Regions from separate parts of the Gossypium hirsutum genome. Here region 1 is linked to region 2. Evidence: chromatin contacts called from public Hi-C data. All regions are on one chromosome and are shown on one strand. The core of a region is the stretch at or near the end of the contact, and the rest is flanking DNA. Distances in the headings are between cores, read along the strand shown. Region 1 has its middle 46 kb from the start of LOC121227689. Region 2 has its middle 45 kb from the start of LOC107886758.

Evidence for each region. Hi-C and Micro-C count contacts between places; a contact is called where the count stands out from the background.
Region 1: a Hi-C map of leaf shows a contact between it and region 2, with 2.7 times the contacts expected there. The contact joins two enhancer-like sites. A contact is called at or near these places in 6 of 34 Hi-C or Micro-C datasets (callus, cotyledon, hypocotyl and 1 more).

The regions. Positions count from the first base shown.
Region 1 is chrA03:106,317,166-106,323,278 of Gossypium_hirsutum_v2.1, forward strand. No RefSeq gene overlaps it. Among protein-coding and RNA genes, the nearest start is that of LOC121227689, 46 kb to the right of the region's middle. Within about 2 kb of position 2,991, at least 1 of the 9 cell types and tissues checked has an H3K27ac peak or open chromatin away from gene starts, as enhancers often do. A contact at or near this core is called in leaf, where this site is marked.
Region 2 is chrA03:106,072,649-106,078,830 of Gossypium_hirsutum_v2.1, forward strand. No RefSeq gene overlaps it. Among protein-coding and RNA genes, the nearest start is that of LOC107886758, 45 kb to the right of the region's middle. Within about 2 kb of position 4,438, at least 8 of the 9 cell types and tissues checked have an H3K27ac peak or open chromatin away from gene starts, as enhancers often do. A contact at or near this core is called in leaf, where this site is marked.

The DNA.
Region 1 (6,113 bases), core at 1,741-4,240, 240 kb after region 2:
TATATATAAACACGAGAATGATACAAATCAAATGATAATCCCAAAATATTTTACCTATGTAAAAGAAAATTTTTGACCTCAAAATTTGTATTAACGAGAATGCTAAACCAACCCTTGATAAAACAATGAGATCAAATCATTCACGTTTTACTAAAATTGAACAAGGCCTATAATAAACAATAATAATCTCCATGGTGCATTATCTCAAAGCAAACCACATCCATAACAGAGATAAAAAAAAAAAAAAAAGAAGGTGGGTTGGTGGGTGGGTGATACTAATATATGGAGTGAGTGTCGGTTTGTCATCCCCCATTAATTGCACATTCATGTTCTCATCCATTTAATAAACGTTAAACGCCTAAATATCCGACTACATCGAACATGATCAAATTATTTTTAAGTATGGATAATTTCTTTTATTGATTTAATTAAAGAAGTTACAATTTAGACACTGAATTATTTAAAAGTTTTCATTTAAGTCACTAAATTGTGAAGTTTTATTTTTAAAAAGTTCTAGCAATGAACTCCAACTGATGATTCGACAATCGATATAGTAGATTAGTACTTATCGACGAAAAGAATAACATATCTTATATCTAAGATGATCTAATGATTAATATCGAAGATTAGAAAAAAATGTTTGAATTTTAGTTCACAGATTTATGACGTCTAAAACTGTTTTATGAAAAAAATTTGAACCGTAAAAGATAAAGGAAAAGAGAGAATTCGATTGGTGGAGGCAGTGTGAATAAAGAAAATCATATAGCATTGGTTTTAACAGTCCAGTGATTTAAATAAAAAATTTTATATAGTTCAATAATTAAATTATAAATTTTTAAATTAAATTATTAAAATAAAAATTTACATATAATTTAATGATTAATAGTCTACATTCTTAATTATGCACGATAAAAATGTTTAGGATGTCGGAATTCGTAGTAGTTGAGAAAATAGGAAAGCAAATGTTTTATTTTTTATTCAAAATCGTTGCAATTGTTTACTGTTACAGATCCAACCACAAACTTGAGAAAATATTGTTTTTTTCTGACTTTATTGATTAAATTATCTTTTGATTCAATTTTAATCAATTATTACTTTTTTTTTTAACTTTTTACCCATTCATATAATTATATCATATTTTCTTCTGTTTCCATTCTTTTAAAAGTTTCACTAATATAATACAATGTAATTAGAAGGAAAAAAATAAGTATAAAGATATATTCAACTAATTATAACGTAGAATCTGTTCCATATAATAATAGAATAATATATATATAATAGAAAAGAAAGAAAAAATGTAGTATAAATTTGAAAAGAAGTGTATACATGTAAATTGACACAATTATTCATTAATCTTTCTAAAAGGAAATATTATATCTTTTCAAAGAGACGCATAAATATCTTTTAATACTTGTTTGATTATGTAAATAACATCAAAAGAGAAAAAGAGCCTACTTAATTATTTTATATCTTTAACTCGAATAATCCCAATAAAATCCAACTATGTATTTATACAATGAATAAATTAATGAACCTGTCAAGAAATCAACTAAAAATGACTTAATAGTCACCCACAGAAATATTAACAGAATACAACTGACTTAACTAACTATTAACTAAACTATCGGTCTTGAACTTTGAAGCACTTGAAATGAAGCAGTTGAAGTAGCAATACCGGACTGCCTTCATACCTTAATAGTACTTTATATGTAGACATCAAAAATGGGAATTGAAATAATGAGATTGAGTAATAAGAGAAGAATAATTTTAAAATTATATATATTTCTGAATTTTATTATGCTTTAAAACATTTTGTAGTGCAATTCAATTTATTCTATTCGATTAAAGGTATTTGTATTTTCATAAGAGTATTTTTTGATCATTTTACACAAAGAAAGAAAATAATTATTCTTAAAATAGTTTCCTGAAATACATTACCTTGACAAAATATTGATTTCAAATCCAATTAGTTTTTTTTATACAAGTAATTTGCAAAAGGTTGGACTTGAAATATAAATAATATCATGTTTATTTTTTTTAAAAGAGAGTGAGATATAGTTTTTTTTTTTTTTTAAATCAAGATAATTTCCACACAAACTCTGTAGTGAATGGACAGGGCTGAACCGACATTTTACATAACTTCTCGAATGACCTTTACCTGCACCGTTGTCGAGACTTCAAAAGTTAAATATGAAAGCAGTGATATAAAGATGAACCACAAATATATGAAAGAAGATAAAGTTGAAAAGAACTTGTTAGGCTAATTTTTATTTTCCAAATAAAAAACCTTGGACTTTCCTCTCGGTGAGGAAGCGAAAAGACAATTTTTACCCGTAATTATGCAAGGTATGGGTGGTGGAAATTGTTTTTATTATTTGGTGACTTAAAGAAATAAAAGATAGAGAATAAGCTGAGCATGGAACTGTCTGGAAAATTCAATTTTCTAGTCAAAGGCATTGGCGGCATTGACAGATTCAATTAATGTCCTCGTCACTCCGGAATCAAAGGAGTGTGTTTGTGTTCCTTTGCTTCAAATTCACGACGTGCGTGGAGGCCAAATGAAATAAACAGTAAAAAATTGGTCTTGCATGGTATGATTGAAAACCTCATGCACTTTAATAAATTTGGGCTGTGATCATTTTGTTTTTACACCATAAATTGTTTCTAATCTCTGACGTCACACCACTCTTTCCTTCAACCTTATGTTTTGTCCTTCCATTTTCGGTAATCCTGCGGATTGAAGGGATAGCGACATTTTCGGTCATCCTGTTTTAACGCCCAACTCCACGATACTTATAATAACGATAATGGTCGACCATAGGGAGTAAAGTCAACATGAAGATAAAAGATCAAAAGTCATTCCTTGCCCCATATTAACCAAAATGTCAGCAAAATTGTGCTTATAATACTTTTTGTTCACACTCATCGAGTGGGCCTAATTCCCAAGGTTGTTCCGAACATTATCACGACAAGGATTTTGGACTCAGCCTTATTATTGACATCACAAACATAGTTGCGACCCATAAAATCAACTCACAAGTGCTGAGTCCCCCGTATTTTTATCCCAATTACAAATGGGTTCTCCAAAACAGAAGAATTATTAGATTATGAAGGAAAAGAAAAGGGTAATATCCATCACAATCTCATTGAAGCCAATAAACACAATAAGAAACTGAAAATGGTAACGTTATTAATGAAATTTATAACTAAATCCATCAACTTAACATGGTTTTAATATTTATTATTTTATTTATAATATGTGATTTAAATTACCTCAACTCCCCAAAAAATTAAAATTAAAAACCTTAAAACTAATTTTACTTGGGCAAAAATATATTTTTGTAACAAGGAACTATCTTCTTTCTTATTTAATACAATTTAATTTTATTATTAATTAATTCTAATTTTTTTATTTAGAATTAATTTAATTAATGAATCACAAAAAATAAAAATTGATTAATTATTTGTTTCTAAATTTCAATAAAATTTCCTTCTTGTTATTATTATTATTTTGTTCTTCAGCTAGATTTAATCTAGCCTTAGGTGAATAATTAATTCAATGTTTGAACCGTGAGACTCGAAATTGCACTTACACTCTTCACATCAATATTCATTATTCTTTCGGTTTAGGAGATAGACTTAGTCATTTCACAAAGTCGTAATAGTGTCAAGTTAAAAAGCGCTCGTTGATTTGGTGTTGTACAATATACAGTTGGAAGAACTGATACGATCTGTAATTGTCGTAATCGGTTTACCAAAGAACACATTGATGTGACCAATTGAGTGAGTGGTTGAATCCATCAAGGGAAATAACAATCGAGTTTAAACGATCCGCATAGTTGAGGCCGTTGATTTAAGTTGAATCTTCTAGTTCGCAAGGCTATTGAGGAGCTAAATTGTGGAAGTTGATTTCAAGGTTGTTCATTCGGTAAGGGTTAACTATCAGGTATTCCCCTCAATTAATTTATGTTGGGATATGTGCTCATATTATAGTAAACATGTAAATATTTTCTATGTATTTGAACGATGAATAAAAGAGTAAAGTTAATTTCACATTTCACTATTATATCTTTTTTGTTTTTGTCTTTCATATTTTGCATACATAGCGAAATTCTGACAAACGAATGTTAGCTCATTGATTGTCTAAGTTAAAGCTAATGATAAGTGGCATTGTAAGAATATTTACGTTGTGAGAAAAACAACTTACTTCGTTAGATAGTCTAAACAAGTCCATAATCTCATAAAAGAATCAAAGTGAGTATTTGATTCAAATATATAGAAGGATTATTATGTCGTCTACAATTTCAATTAGAGAGATGACTAGTTTTGGCTATCAGAGCAGTTGACTTCACGGGTAAAGACATAAATGTACTCATTGGAAGAATAATACATTGGGCTAGACCCAAGTTGAATTAGTTTTGAATCTATTTGTGAATTAATTACTTCTGACGTTCATGGTGTGACTTACCTAAATCTTGAGTTAGTCACTGATCATGCGTATATAACTCATGTGCTTTGATATAAGTGAAGGCTTATGCTCTAAAGATGATCGAGCCTATAACCGATATGTTGGGTACATTACTTGTGCATGACATGACTTTACTAGTAACAATGGAATTCATAGCTCGATTAAAGATTTACTGATATCCTCTCATTGGCATTGTGTGCATTGATAAATTTGGAACTTGACCACGAGTTGCTTATCCTCAAACGAGCAATTTATCACAGTCATTAGTTGATAGTGATCACATTAATCATTAAGAAGAAACAATGGTGACAATTAGATAAAATAAGATTGTATTAAGTAAACGGATTTAAATAAAAGGAATCAAGGATATCATATGAGGGTAACACACACATGATGAGGTCATTGGACAAAGCAAATGGATGAATTACTTTCGTAAAGAGTATACAATAAGATGTTTCCAGTCATGGTTACTTCTTGTGGATTAACTCCATGATTAAGTAAATTGCGAATTATTAGAATGATGGTTCTAGGCATAATTGCAATTACTCGAGCCTAATTGTATATGCCCGATTGGTCCCTCTGATAACTCAACAAGAGTTCAATTGGACTGCTTTTGAATCAAAAGAAAATTCTATAACTTTGGAAATCATTTAATTGAATCGATTTATTCGATATAAAATTAAATTAGGTGATCGTGTGAATTGTTCAATCATGGAATTTGGTTAAATAATTTTCTTAAAAAATTAATTTGGAAAATCTCAGTGATTTTTTGGAAAATTAATTTTGATAAAGTAAAATCAAATTAATCAAATTAATTAAAATAAATATGATAATTTTTGGAAATTAATTTTCAAGTCAGACTTCAGATCGAAAATTGAACCTAAAACTGAAACCCAAAAATTGGTTGAACCGGACCCTATGTATGAAACTGAACCGACGATCCAACCGGTGGCTGGATTGGACCGGTTGTGTCATCATTGGCTTGGACTGAACCAACAACAACCGAACCGACCAGGCTCATTCAAGCAAAATGGTGATGATTCGAGGTGCCAGGCGAATCGTGCCTGCGGTGGCATCGCCGAGCATGGTAGTTGTGATGGTGACGATCTGACATCTAGCGGATGGTCAGCGATGACGATTCTTCGGTGATAAAATAGTGGAAAGATTGGACTTCTAGTGAGACTTTATTGAGTAACTTGAATTCAAATTAACTTTTTGAAAGATAATATTATTTTAATGAATTTAATATTAAATTTAATTTATAATTATTCTCTTGAATGTAAATTTCCAAAAGGAAATAGGATTTTTAGCCATGTTGCTTCATTCTTAAAAAAAGATGCATAATCAATGAAATAAAAAGAAGAAAAAAGGCCAAGGGCCTACAATTTGGACTTTTTGGTTGTAAAGATAAGAACGCATTAGTATTGCCGTAACAAAAAAATTACGGAAAATGAAAATCATTCACAGTGATTTATGTTGGTGTTTTTCTTCTTCTTCTTCTTCTCAATTCTTTTTAAAATATATGAAAAGAAAAACTAAAAGTTCATTGCGAATTGCAGAAGAAAAATAATAAAGATTTAAACTAAAAGTTCAATTTAAGGAAAGGATTGAAAATCTTCTTCTTCTTTTTGTTTTTTATAAAAAG
Region 2 (6,182 bases), core at 3,188-5,687:
TGGAGCAGATTGAAGTTACAAATCCTATACCCCTGAAGTTGCAGTGGGACGAATTGAAGTCATTGTGGTGAATCTTATCTCCCTGAAGTTGCAGTGAAGTAGATTAAAGTTAAAAACCATATCTCCCTGAAGTTGCAGTGGAGCAGATTGTAGATAGCAAATCTTATCTTCCTGAAGTTGCAGTGAAGCGAGTTGAAGCTACAAATCTTATTTCCCTAAAGTTGCAGTGGAAAAAAATTAAAGCTACAAGTTACAAATCTTATCTCTCTGAAGTTATAGTGGAATAGATTAAATATAGCAAATCTTATTTCCCTAATGTTGCAGTGGAACAAATTAAAGCTTCAAGTTACAAATCTTATATTCTTGAAGTTGCAGTGGAACAGATTGAAGTGAACCTTATCTCTTTGAAGTTGCTGTGGAGCAGGTTGAAGCTACAAATCTTATTTCCCTGAAGTTGCAGTGGAATAGATAAAAGCTGCAAGTCACAAATCTTATTTCCCTGAAGTTGCATTGGAGTAGATTGAAGATAATAAATCTTATCTCCATGAAGTTGTAGTGGAGTAGATTGAAGGTAGTGAATATTATCTCCCTGAAGTTGCAGCAGAGCAAATTGAAGATATGAATCTCATCTCTCTGAGGTTGGAGCGGAGTAGATTGAAATTACAATTCCTATATCCCTGAAGTTCCAGTGGGTTAGAATTGGACTACTAGAAGAAGAGAAGCACCAAAGAAGTCGAGATTCGACAAGACCCAACAAAATTGGCCCTTTTAGAGTCTTTGCTCCATTCCCGCTAAACGCTAATGAGCAAAGAGCGGCAACTGTAATAGGCCAATTTTGTTCGGCCCAATATAAAATAATAATAAATAAAACAAAATATTAAAGTCCAATAAAAAATAATAGTCCATTTACAATATGGCCCAAATAAAAAAACCCTAACCCAAAGTTACAAGCCCAATAGCCTAAACATCTTTTAAAAAACAGAAACCCTAACCCTAGCTTGCGCGTTGCCACCTCTACTATGCCAGCGGCCTTGTCGCCTAAGGTCTACCACCGTCAACCACCACCTGTAAAGACAGAAACCAAACACGCAACATAGGCAAGAATAGTAGAAAAATAGATAAAAATAATAGTGTAATCTGGCTATAAAAAAGACTGAAAATCGATTGTAAAAGGGGAATTTTAAAAAATAAAAAATAAAAATCAAAGATGAAAAAAAAGGCAACCAAAATATAAAACAAAAAAACTTCAAAATGTGATTTTTTATTTTTCTTTTGGGAATCTATTATTACATATATATATAATAAAGTAAAAAAAATCTTACCTGAGATACATTGTCGTCACCACCATCATCGGTCCTTTTCCATCAAGACGAAGGCCTCATCAGAGAAAGGTGAAACCTTTCGATTTCTTTTCCCTCGGCCAAGTGTGGGTTAGATTTCTAGGGATTTAAACCCCAAATTTGGGTTCTATTCAAAAAGGGGCTCGAAAAAAGGGTCATTTAGGTTTTCAGGCAACCGAGAACGATGGAGCTATTGCCGACGACTAGTGGCTGTCACGGTGAAGGATCGCCGAAGCCAGGGCCAGAGATGGGGAGGCTTGGAGAGAAAAAAAGTGGTTTTCAGAATTTTTTTTAACTGGGGTTTGAAATGATTTTTTTTTTACTTATATAAGACCTAAAACAACGTCGCTTTGGGCTTATGCTTCAGATGCCAAAACGGCGTCGTTTTGGACCCAAACTAATTCAACCCAACTTGAACTGAATCAGCAGTATCCAAGTGTTTTTGTTTAAAGGGGATATTTACAACTTTAGTCCTTCCGCCTTTTAAGTTGTTTTAATTTAATCCTAATTTCACTATTCTTTCTTTTTAGAAATTTCACCATTTAATTTTATCTCATTTTCAATTAAGTCCTCGGTTAGTTGATCTCCTGGAGAAAGGGCGCGTGTCCTAGGGATTGGGATAATTTTGCATTTAGTCCCTTTGTGTTTTCGCGCTTTTCATTTTAGTCTTTATTTACTTATTTTATCATAATTTATACTTTTAACTTCATTTTCATTCTGATTCAGTCCTTGGTTTATTTAATTTCAATTTTTCATGAATTTATTTATTTATGTATTTATTTATTCATTGATTCCTTTATTCTTTTTATTTAAAGTTTATAGTGTTCTTTATATTCTTATTTTGCACATTTGGTTCTTCTTATTATTCTCATTATTGTTATTATTTATTTTTCATTATTATTATTTTTTAAAATTTTTATATTATTATTTAATTAGTATTAGAATTTGTAATTATAATATGATTATTGCCATTGTTAATTGGTGTTTTATTATTATAATCATATTATCGTCATTTACTAGTATGGTATTTTTATTTTTTTCGTACATCATCGTTTCATTTTTATACATTTCCCTTTTTATTTTATTTTGTTATAACAATGCCTCGAGTTGTATTTAAATGTACTTACCCGTTTTTATACTATGCCCGAATAAGCTAAATACACATTATTTTAAATATTGCATTAGTCCTTGCACGAGGCACAAAAAAAGAAATTTTTTAAATCAAAGTAATGTTCATTTTTGTTCTCGATGATTAAATGGCGTTCATTTTTTAAATCAAGATTGTGTTGTTTGATTGAAAATAGTTATCAAAAAATTTATTATTGAAAAATAAATTATTTTTCTTAAAAAGCTTATATTTTTTAGTGTTTAAATGATTTCACATAAAACATTTTCTATTTTCAACAAAATTTTATATTTTTGTTGCTATGAATGTGTAAAATTAGAAATAGAAAATTGTGTTTGTTTAATTGAAAATAGCTTTTAGAAAATGATTATTAAAAAATAAGTTTGATTTAAAAAAAAACTTATATATTTTAGTGTTTGAATGACTTCACAAGAAACATTTTCTATTTTTTAACAAAAGTTTCTAACATTTCTACATAGGTTATTGAAGAAAATAAATTGTCAACCATCATACTTTATAATCTAATCTTGAGAGTTGGCTACTACAGATTGGCTACTATAAAATGCTAATTATATGTAGACAATTCATTTTGTGTAAAGCTTGCAATTTCAGTTAAGATTTTAAAACTTTTTAGGTATAATTAATTCGAATTATCAATTTAATTCTAAAATTGGAATGAAAATATGAGCTAAATTGAATTTCTTTTGCCTTAAATTTTAAAATTTTAAAGTTGAATTAAGTTAGATTTAGTTAAAGTTTGGTTTCAATGAATTTGAAATTATTTCAAATTTAATTTACTTTAATTTTTAAAATTTTTTTAAAAAGGGAGAGAAAAGCAATGGAAGATTCTGGTTTCTATGGCGATGTTGTCCTTTGTTTTGATGGGGATCGGAACACAAAGAAAGTCAGATTTAAGGATGGAGTTGAAGAGGAGACTGTTGTGATGGCTGTTGTTCTAGATCTGCCTCCAAAACTGTCGTGGAAGGACATGCTTTTGGGTGAAGCTTCTCACTCCATATCAGATCGAAATGGTTCCTCTGAGGGAAGTGAAAACGACTTTGACTTTCTATAAGGGGACGTGAGTACAACCATGGTAGACAGGATGCCTACTATTGTTTTCTCGGATCGTATTAAAAACATTCTTTTCAAAGAAATGGATTTAATGATTGTTCTTAAGCTTTTAGGCCGTAATATCGGATACAATGCTCTCCATAACCGTATCCTTAGTCTTTGGAAACTTGCTATATCTTTTCATCTTATGGATACTGTTAATGGTTATTTTTTGGTTAAGTTACAAGATATTGGTGATTACAATAAAGTCTTAACCTAAGGCCCTTGGATTATCTACGGGCAATATCTTACTATCCAACCGTGGATTAAGGATTTTAACACATTGCAGCCATATCCCCTTGGATCCGACTGCCGGGGCTTCCGGGATACCTGTACAATTGAAAAATTATAGAAGCCACTGGCGGTCTCATTGGGAAAGTTGTTTTTATTAATCTTGATAAACAGTTGATTTTTCAGGTGATGGTGGACGGAACCGTTCAACAAGTTGAGTATGAGGCTCTGCCAACGGTGTGTTTTACATGTGGTAAATATGGCCATGTTAAGGAGCTTTGCCCGACGGTTATGGTGGATCATACTTGGGAGCAACCGACGAATATGGTGGTTGAGGCACAAGGTGGCGTTGGTGGCATACCCAATGCTGCTAAGAGGCCTGAGTTCAGCCCGAGGATGCTGGTTGAGTGCAAGGCGAGACGTGGCCAACGCGTTCATCAAGCTAATGGTGCGGAAAAATATGAAATGTTTCTTCTAAGTCTAGTCTAGATTCTCAGCGCTCAATCAGGTTGGGGATTTGAGGTGTGATTTGAGGGTGGTGAATGAAGATTTTATGCCGGAGAAGGTGGGGGAGAGAGGGGTTGTCAGTGATGGGAGGCTGAAGGTTAGGGTTAATAAGGGTGTTAAGGAAAATTCTGGGTCTAATCTTGAAGCAGGCCGTAAGAGTGTTTTGGGCTATGGAGCCTTTTTAGGTCCTACTAAGGGAATTTCATTGGACAACTTAGGGGATAATCATTTGGGCCAAAAATCTAATTTTAGCCTAGATAAAATTTTGGGCAAAAGACCTATGGAATTGTCGAGTAAAGGTAAAAGTAACGAGGGCCAAATTTTTAAATCAAACGCTAATGTTTCTTTTTTGGCAAACTTGTAGGTAATGAACAGGAAATTTATAAATTTATTGGAACGGGCATGGAAGGCGATAACCAAAATTCTTTAAATTTTGGTGTTTCAAAAAATATTACTTCTAGTAATTTAGAAAGGGTTAAGGCCCATTTTAATCCAGCTTTCGAAATGTTTGAAGGAGTTGAAATCCAAATTTTCGAAGGTGTCCTTGATCCCGAGAAACATTCTGCGATGTCTTTTAAGGAAAGTATTTCCTCCGACCAAGGGGTTAAATCTGGAATTGCTCAGTGAAGAAATCGGGATTAGACTTAGTGTCTAGTTCGAGTGTGGACAAATCCAATTTTATTAATAGAAATAGTGATTTTAAAATTAATAAAAACTGTGTAGCCATAAGAGTTCAAATGCTCTTCGAGGACGTGTGAGTCGTTTTAAATCTTCTGTTAGTGCACGAATCCCTTTACCAGAATCTATGGAGGTGATGGCAAATATTCTTTCTACTCATAATCCCAGTCAAAATGGTATTGTAGATTCGGGAGGCGCAAGTTTAACCTTTGAGGGGGATTTAGTCCCTCAGCAGTAATGGTATGTCTTCTAACCTTTCGTTTTTTATTATAAATTTTATAATTTTTTCTTGAAATTGTTGGGGATGTGCCAGTTTTAAATTTCCCTGAATTTTTCGAGAATATAACATGGAGCATAACCATATATAGTTTGTTTGCTTGAGACAAGAGTTAGTGGAGCTAAAGCTGATAGCATTATTGCAAAATTAGGTTTCCAGCGCTCTCATTGAGTAAAGGCGATTGGGTACTCTGGAGGTATCTGGCTTGGTTGGAAAGATTCCATTCGTGTCGAGGTGGTTCGTAGTCATCCTCAATTTATTCTTGCTAAAGTTTGGCAAATGTCCTATTCACGTCCATTTTTTATTTCTTTCGTTTATGCCATTCTTAATCGGCAAAAATGTAAGGATCTTTGGGATGTCTTAAGGTCTTTGATTCTATCCAGTCGTATTCCATAAATTGTTATTGGTGATTTCAACGCAATTCTATCTTCTTTTGAAAAGTTTGGTGGTATTACTAATGGAAGGAGATGTCCTCAGTTTGGAGAATTTGTAGAGAAAGCCAAGTTGCACGATTTGGGTTTTAGAGGACCTCTTTTTACTTGGCATAGAGGCACGCTTTTTGAAAGGTTAGACTGTAACACCCTAACCCGTATCCATCACCATACTAGGGTTAAAGGCATTACCAGACAAATTGAAACATTACACGAACAATTCATATTCATCATTCACAAATCAAAATCAAATATTACTATTGAGTCCCTTACATAGGTCATCGAGACCTAAATCACGCACTAGAAAGGGGTTGGGAATGAACTGAGTTCATACAGTTTTTTTCCAAAACTTAAAAATTTTCAAAATTGTACAGGCCACACGCCCGTGTGAACAAGCCGTGTGCCTTACATGGCATTAGACACGTTCGTGTGTCTAGGTCATGTCAAAATAGGGCATACATACTGACTTGCTCACATGGCTA